2 separate regions of the Mus musculus genome follow, and region 1 is linked to region 2. A link is a contact called in public HiChIP or PLAC-seq data. All regions are on one chromosome and are shown on one strand. Each heading gives the region's core, a stretch centred on a gene start, on an enhancer-like site or on the middle of the called end of the contact. The rest is flanking DNA. Distances are from core to core; before and after follow the strand shown.

What was found. HiChIP or PLAC-seq counts read pairs in DNA pulled down with a chosen protein or histone mark.
Region 1: a contact with region 2 is called in an H3K27ac HiChIP or PLAC-seq map of embryonic stem cells, with 5 read pairs. The contact joins two enhancer-like sites. A contact is called at or near these places in 3 of 484 Hi-C or Micro-C datasets (CD8 T cells, hematopoietic stem and progenitor cells and pre-B cells), 2 of 115 datasets of contacts at active chromatin or transcription factors (embryonic stem cells and large pre-B cells) and 1 of 9 other capture datasets (embryonic stem cells).

Annotation. Positions count from the first base shown.
Region 1 is chr6:136,998,335-137,002,096 of GRCm38.p6, reverse strand. No RefSeq gene overlaps it. Among named protein-coding and RNA genes, the nearest start is that of Gm30055, 19 kb to the right of the region's middle. Within about 2 kb of position 1,851, at least 22 of the 459 cell types and tissues checked have an H3K27ac peak or open chromatin away from gene starts, as enhancers often do. A contact at or near this core is called in embryonic stem cells, where this site is marked.
Region 2 is chr6:136,556,495-136,560,793 of GRCm38.p6, reverse strand. Atf7ip (activating transcription factor 7 interacting protein) reads right to left here. Exons shown (of 15, transcript NM_019426.2): 2 at 1-1,030. The coding sequence starts at 1,023. Among named protein-coding and RNA genes, the nearest start is that of Atf7ip, 40 kb to the right of the region's middle. Within about 2 kb of position 1,968, at least 20 of the 459 cell types and tissues checked have an H3K27ac peak or open chromatin away from gene starts, as enhancers often do. A contact at or near this core is called in embryonic stem cells, where this site is marked.

The DNA of each region.
Region 1 (3,762 bases), core at 602-3,101, 440 kb before region 2:
TCTCCAGCCTAGGGTCTGGGCTGCCCTTCCCCCACAGGCTCATCCTTATCATCTAGACAGTCTGGTTACCCGCCCCTTTGTACCTTTGGCTCCTTGCTGCTGCTACACCTGATTCCCATCTTTACCCTCTCCCAGCATGCCCCAACTCAGTATAGTCATGTCAACTCTAGACTCTCTCAAGCAGCTCTGACTCTGCCCATGCTCGCTCCACGAATCTATAATAAACTTCCTCCTCCCCATGTCTGTAGTGACTTCAGAGCCTTCTGTCTACAGACTTTAAAAGTCAGGTGTTCTAGCACCACCAGTTGAAGACCATGTGTAAAACCTGAAGTTAACCTATAAGCCCCACCCACCCAGGAACCAAGTAACTTCCTGGAATGCTGGGAGTTGTAGTTCTTAGAAAGTAACAAAGCCTCATGGGAAAACATCATGGCCTTTCCATTTATAAGCCCCTGCAAAACTCAGCTGACCAAAACCCATCTTGGCTAGTATTTAATTAGAAGCTTGGCTGAAGTGGTGAAACTGGTTTTTCTCCAGCGAATTTCAGGGGCATTAGACATTCCACTTATTTACTTTCCTCCACCATTGAGCTGTGAGAAGTCATATTCCTTTCTCCTGTTTGCTTTCTCTTAATGAAGCAAAGGGTATAGCAGCAGTGAAATGCATTCCAACTTCCAGTGCAGCCCCCATTACATCGTATTGCAAACTCCTTGAACTCAAGAGGAGACAGCCTATATAGGTTTTGCTTTCTTTTTTTCTTTCTTTTCTTTTCTTTTCTTTCTTTCTTTCTTTCTTTCTTTCTTTTTTTTTTTTTTTTTTTTTGATAAATACAGTTAAGCGTACCCTCCTTGCCACTATGTCTATCTGTTATGAGGATAAAAGGGAAAATGACTTGGGGTGGAAAACTATGGCAGAACCCCCCCTTAACAGGAAAAGTTTTGCGGGGGGGGGGGGGAGAAAAAGTCTTTCTGAAGGCCATCACCCAGGTGAGCCTAGCTGCAGAGCAGGGACTGCCTAGTTCTGCTTTAATCTTCCTGCACGGACAGGGATCTCTCTGAATTGCTCTCCCAATAACTGGCTTTTGTGAGCACTGTTGAATCTGATTATATTCTGTCGCGCTAGGAACATCAAGACAGCTTAGAGCCTTTGCACAACCCCACCCCAGTGTAATTCCGTGCTCAGTCCCGGGCTACAGCAGAGCTTCGGTTGTGTCAAAGGCGATCATGGATCACCTGTTCACTCTGCTGCTTTCTGTGTCTCTGACAAAGGACCCGAGCTCTGTGAATTTGTTCTGTCTCATTGTCCCTGATAGAGATGTATTCTTTTCTCTCTCTTTCAGATTTGGCAGAAAAACATTGCCCGAGGCAGAGATTACTCTTATCGGACTTCTTTTCTGTAGCATTTCCCCTGATATGGCTCAGTGTAGAGAAGATGAGGCCAAGGCTCTCACACAATAGAGCTTTAAAATAACTAACAACGATCTGCCTTGTACATCTCGGTTGAAGTAGAACAGCTTTCTCTCTCTCTCTCTCTCTCTCTCTCTCTCTCTCTCTCTCTCTCTCTCTCTCTCTCTCTCTCTCTCTCTCTCTCTCTCTCTCTCTCTCTCTCTCTCTCTCTCTCTCTCTCTCTCTCTCTCTCTTCTGAGACAGGGTTTCTCTGCATAACCCTGGCTGTCCTGGAATTCACTTTGTAGAGCAGGCTGACCTTGAACTCAGAAATTCACCTGCCTCTGCCTCCCGAGTGCTGGGATCAAAGGCGTGCGCCACCACGCCCGGCATAGAACAGATCTCTTAAAATGAAGGAAAGCATTTGGCATGTTAAGTAAGAAATTTAAAGTCCAAAGCTCTTTCCCATTGTTCCAAATCCCCCTCCCCACCATTCCTACATTCTCCAAGGGGCCCTTAGAAGTGTTCACTTGTTAAGAGTTTGAATGTAGAGCCGGGCTTGGTAGCACACGCCTTTAATCCCAGCACTCGGGAGGCATAGGCAGACGGATTTCTGAGTTCGAGGCCAGCCTGGTCTACATAGTGAGTTCCAGGACAGCCAGGGCTATACAGAGAAACCCTGTCTTGAAAAAACAAAAACAAACAAACAAACAAACACCAAAAAACCAAAAACAAACAAAAAAAGAGTTTGAATGTAGAAGGCTCACAGCGCATGTGTTTTTGACAGTCCCAGCAGGTGGCGCTGTTTGGGAGGACTGAGGCGTCTTTACCTTGTGGTGCCTGGCTGGTGAGAATAGGGGATTTTGACCTGTCTGTGCCTGGTTCTGGCCTGTGTTCTCTGTTTACTATCTGTTCGCAGGTAAAATGCTTTGCCTTTTGTCTCCAGCACTCTAGAGCCACAGGGAGCAGTGGCCATCCTGCCATGGTGGACTGAAATCGCTCTGAAACCATGAGCCAAAAGAAGACCACCCTCCCCAGAGTTGCTTCTGAAGTGTGCTCGGTCACACTCCCACACTCCGGGGGGAAGTAGTTATGTCACTCTACATTCTCACATCAGACCTGTGCACTCCTCCGCAGAGTCCCCTCTTGGGAAGACAGACGGAGCAAAGGTAATATCCTATGGCTTCGGAACAGATTTAGAAAGCTCCCCAGATGCGTGTGGACAGAACTGAGTGGGACACTGTACAAAGCTGATAGGATCTTTAAGAGGTTGAGCCTAGAGGCAAGTCCTAACTCATCCGGGACATGCTGTCCAAGGGGGTTGTGGGATTCTGCATTCTCTGGCTCCCTGGACATGAGGTGAGTGGTTTTGCATCCCTAAGCTCCTACCACAGCGTGCTTCCTTGACAAAGGACAAGAATAATGGCACGAATCACTCAAGATCTGAGACTTAAAGCAGAGCTATCCCAAACCTTTTCTCTTTCTAAGTTTCACACACCAGATGCTTGTCACAGTGATTCAAAATGTGACTCATATTATCTCACGGGCAAGAATTCTTCCTTCCCAGTACACTGTAGGGTTTTCAAACCAGTGGGGATAGCTCATTTATCATCATCATTCACATCTTAATACTATTCTCAATGTGATGTTGCCATTAGAGTGGTCATCTTAGAAGATACACCAACCTTTTAACCCATTAACCCATCTCTTCCCCTCTTTTTATACTTATACTAATTACTGTGTGGCCATGCTGGCTAGTGTGTATTTCACTCCACACCAAACCAAGACTTTCAGGACTCTCCTGATCTCAGCCAACCTTCCTCTGTATATCTGACACTAGCATTCAGTGTAACTCCAGCTCCAAGAGATCAGATATTCCCTTCTGGTTTCTGTGGTTACCGGTATACAAGGCATACACACATACATACAAGAAAAAGAAAACAAGAAAGTATTCAGTAGCAGGACCCTCTGACTTGGAGGGTCCACACCCCATCCCTCCACAAATCTAACCACTAGATTCTAACCCTTTCCTTCTTCGAAGCTTGCCTTTGTGGGGGCTGAGTCTTGAGATCGGAGCATTTTGACTGAAATAAAGCAAATTATGGCAATTAAAGGCCTTGCCTACCTTGAAACCTTTTGCCATTCTTGGAGCCACTATTGGCTTTCTGCACTCTCTGCTTTCTTCCTTGAGTCACTGAATTGGGGTTTCTTACTATGAGATCTGAGAATAGCGATGGTTTGCACACAAGCTCCACTCTCTGGTTTTCGAGGGTGGAAACAGAGAAAGTACAAGAGGGGGAGGAAGGTTAGCATTCAAGCCAAAGCCAGAAACAAAGAGAACGCACTGTGGTGTCTCTGCGGCTGATGCCTGACTCCC
Region 2 (4,299 bases), core at 719-3,218:
AGGGTCAGGACCTGCTTCACAAACTGCCGATGAGCTTGGTTTAACAGTGTCGGTGGCTGGTTCCACAGAGAGCTCCCCAGGAGTCAGCTCACCAGAAGCCAGTCCGCTGCAGACAGACCTAGGAAGGGAGTCCTCACTAGAAGGTGGCTCATCAGACTGTGAATCACCGGAGGGGGCACAATCATCCAAGGCTGACTCCCCAGGAGCCAGTTCGCAGGCCGCCACGACCCTTGCGACCGGTTCATCTGAAGCTGGCTCACTTGTAGCTGGCTCACTCGAAGCTGCTTCATGAGACACCGGCTCACCAGAAACTGGCTCGCTACAAGTGGAATCACCAGAGACAAGATCATGAGAGGCGGCTTCTTCAGAAACAGGATCTCCAGAGATGGGCTCACTACAGGTGGGCTCACTGGAAGAGGGCTCACTGGAAGTGGGATCACTGGAAGAGGGATCACTGGAGGGAGGCTCCTCACAGGCAGAGTCACCAGTAGCCTGTACTGTAGTGGCCAGCTCTCCTGCAGCCAGATCACCAGAGTCTGGGTTGTCAGAGGCTGGGTTGTCAGAGGCTGGGTTATCGGAGGCTGGGTTATCAGAGACTGGGGTACCACAGCCTGGGTTATCAGAGGCTGGACTACCAGAACCTGGTTCAGTGGTTACTCTAGAAGAAAGATCACAAGTTATACTGGGGGACAAAGCTTCACTATTCAAATCTTCTTGTTTGTTTTTTACAGCAACATTGGGCATACAAGGGGTCTCTTTCCATTCCGTTGTACTTTCTTCTGACTGAAAACAAATCCCATCAATACCATTCACTTCTTCTCGATCTTGAATACAATCTGTGTTTTCCAAGGGTGAAGTGGGATCCAAGTCTCCATTCTCATGGCTCCCGTTCAGCAGCTTCCCGTCGGCTCTCAGCAGCTCCCCCTTGACTCTGTGCACAGCATCGAGCTGCTGGCGATCGCTCGCTCTCATTGTTTTCCGAGCCTTGAAGACTTTTTTCTGAGGTTCTTCTACACTATCCATTCTGAATCTTTAAATAAAAAGAAAAGGATTTTAATAAACTGAGATAAGAGTCATTTAACTACAGGCTTAATGAAAATTAAAAAGGGTAAAATTTAGATCATATAAATTTAAAACACTGACAAAACCTTAATAATTACTCGGTCGGAGTTCTCATATTTACTACTCACATACTACAGAAGTGACAAACAACACACACCAGAACATCAATGGAAGCAAATGAAGAGTTAAAAAGGAGCCGCTTCAGGGGCGTGAAAAGTCCAGGAAAACAATAGGTGCTAGAGACCAAACCGAGTCACTGTCTAAAGAGCAGCACTTAACCAATCACTGGACCGGCTCTCCAGCTCCCTTTGCAGGTTTGGAGAAGGCAAGAAATAAATGCTTTAGAGTACAGGATTGAAATAATGAAAATGTTCTAACATTCACTGTGGTGATAGCTACAAACTATTGAATATGTTCTTCCTTTTGGTCAATCTTGCTCGAGTCCCATCACGTCTGTTTGTCAAAGAATGTACTCTTCTCACTGCTCAAGCTCCTGCTGTGCATCTGCCAGCAGTTGCTGCTTTCTCCCCTAATATCAAGGCTTTGACTTTTTGAATGAGGTTAATTTGCATCTGGTAAGTTACTTTTTCAGATAATGTGATAAAATACTCTTGACCAAAAACAGCTTGGGGAGAGCAATTTGTTTTGAAACACAGTTCAATACGGCCCATTATGTTGGGGAGGTTGAATGAGCAGGGGTTGAAGTGGCTGGTCACATGCCTCTCTCTCTCTCTCTCTCTCTCTCTCTCTCTCTCTCTCACACACACACACACACACACACACAAACACACACACACACACAGACACAGACACAGTCAGAGCCATGACAAACTCCCGCACACTCTTACTTTTTCCCACATCCAGCCCAGGGAACAGGGCCATTCACAGTGGGTGGGTCTTTTACATAATTAACCTAATCAAGATAAACCCATCCATAGGCAAATCCCAGAGGCCCACCCACCTCTCAAGAAGTCTAGATCTTGTCACCTGACAACTGAGACTAAGCACTGCACTTCGTCCTTCCCCTGTGGTTCAAGCTTAGTCCTCGGTTCTCCGTTAAATTTCACCTTTCCTAATATATACACACAAATGAATCTAATGTTTGCCAAGGTGCTTATGTTTATTGTATGTGCATGTAACCAAATAGCTATGTCGAGTCCATGCATGCGAAGAGGTGAGGAAACGGTGGTGAATCCTATAGAACTAGTATTACAGACAGTTCTGAGCCACCATGTGGGTGGGAACCAAACCCCGGCTTCTCTGTGAGAGCAGCCAATATTCTTTCTTAACTGCCAAGCTACATTTCCAGCTCACAGCTTGTCTTCTGCTAAAGCATTTTCAAATTTCCATAGTTTTCTCTTCTTCTATCTATAAATGACTAAGCAGAATATTTCTTCAAGAGATAATACTAATCACTAGGTAAAGATCATTATCAAAAATTCACATCCAAAACCCAACCAATGATCATTATCAAAAATTCCTATCCAAAAGCCAAGCAAGGCTGATCATTAACAAGTCTTGAAGCATCCTGGTCTATACAGGGCCACAAAAGAGCCTGATTGACAATTTTTCCTTAAAATGAGTGAGAATATGGTACTGTAGTCTTACTGCTTAAATTGTAGATGAGAAGAGGATAAATAGGATGGGCCTTAGTACAAACTGATTAATGTCTCTGAGACTTCAGCATGCACAGAGTAAAACCATGTGAAACAAGAGCTATACCATCACAGGCCAAACAACTCGAAGCAGCTCGGAGATGTGTCTGGACAAATCCTTCCTCAGAGCCATCCAAGGAACTATGCCTTGACTACAGCATCACTTTCAACTTCTAGTCTGTAAAATTAAAACAATATGCCCGTGCCTGTGCTCGTGTGTATGTGTGTGTGTGCGTGTGCGTGTGATTTACCACATAAACACAATAGCAAGAGTAAGCGAGGACCCACCTGAACAGACAGAATATCCATTAGATCATATTCAGTACTACCTTATAATTAAAACTAAGACTCTAAAAAAGCAAGAGTGCTAAAGGTTTTCAAGAGGAAGATGCTACATTTAATTGTGAAATGATATTAAAATAACAAGAGAAACAAAGGCAGCCCATATCACCAATTTTATGTTATCAAAAGGCTAGTACAAAAGAGCAAGTAAGAAGACAGAGCTAAGACTACCTGCTCACTGCAGAGCAGTTCTGCCTGGCATGCGTAAGGAAGGTCCTGGGTATGGGCCCAGAACCACCAAAGCAAGAGATTAACTATAGGCAGACAAAAGCATATGTAAATGTGCATGTGTATGCACATAGATGCTCTCTCCCCCACCCCTTTCTCTCTTTTATTGATACACTTAGTTCCTGGTATCACCCAATCAAGAGTGAGGCTTTACTTTTAAATTCCACAAAACAATCTACTCTACACTGTATCGTTTAGCACCCTTACTAATATAACTTACCTGCAATAAATAAGCACCCTAAGTTGTTAATAGTGAATGTTGTTCAATAAATACAAAGCTTGACCTATTTGTCAGAGACCAGTACAGCTCTAAAGACACGGTACATTGTCAACGAATGTCCCGATTATGTTACACTTTGCACTCACCTTCTGAATTTAAGTCAATAATTTAAACAGTTCTTAGTGTCTTCTTTTTATTTAAAGTACAGTTCTTAGAAAAATGATCTTTCAACTCTATTTACAGAAACCTTGAAACAAACCCCCACTGGTCCTGTTTAAGCCTAGGATTTACACTCGGCGAGCATCTTTTCTCCTCCACCTGCAAGTCCTGTTACCTGGACATTTTTCTGCATAAACTGTGGGCAGGAGATAAAACCCAGGGGCTTCCAATGCATGCTGTGAACTATAGCCAGGCAGCACAAGCTTAGCACTCATGAGTCTGACTATAATAAACATATTAAATGTAGTGTGACTGCCATTTAAATATGTTCAAATACTGAAGTACTATTCCTTTAAACTTTGAAATATCCATTTTCAGATATTCTATGCCTAAACAAGAGTTATAATTATTTACATTAAAATTAAACATTTTTAAAACATAAGCCAGTGTAGTGGTGCATGCCGTTAATTCCAAAGCTTAGGTGTGGAGGAGAGAGGCATCATCTCTGAGTTCGAGGTCAGCGTGGTCCACAGACTGAGTTCCAGAACTATACAGAGAAACCCTGTCTCAAAACAACAAAAACAAACAAATGAACAAAAACAAAAAAACCATACTTAACTTTTCACAATGCAA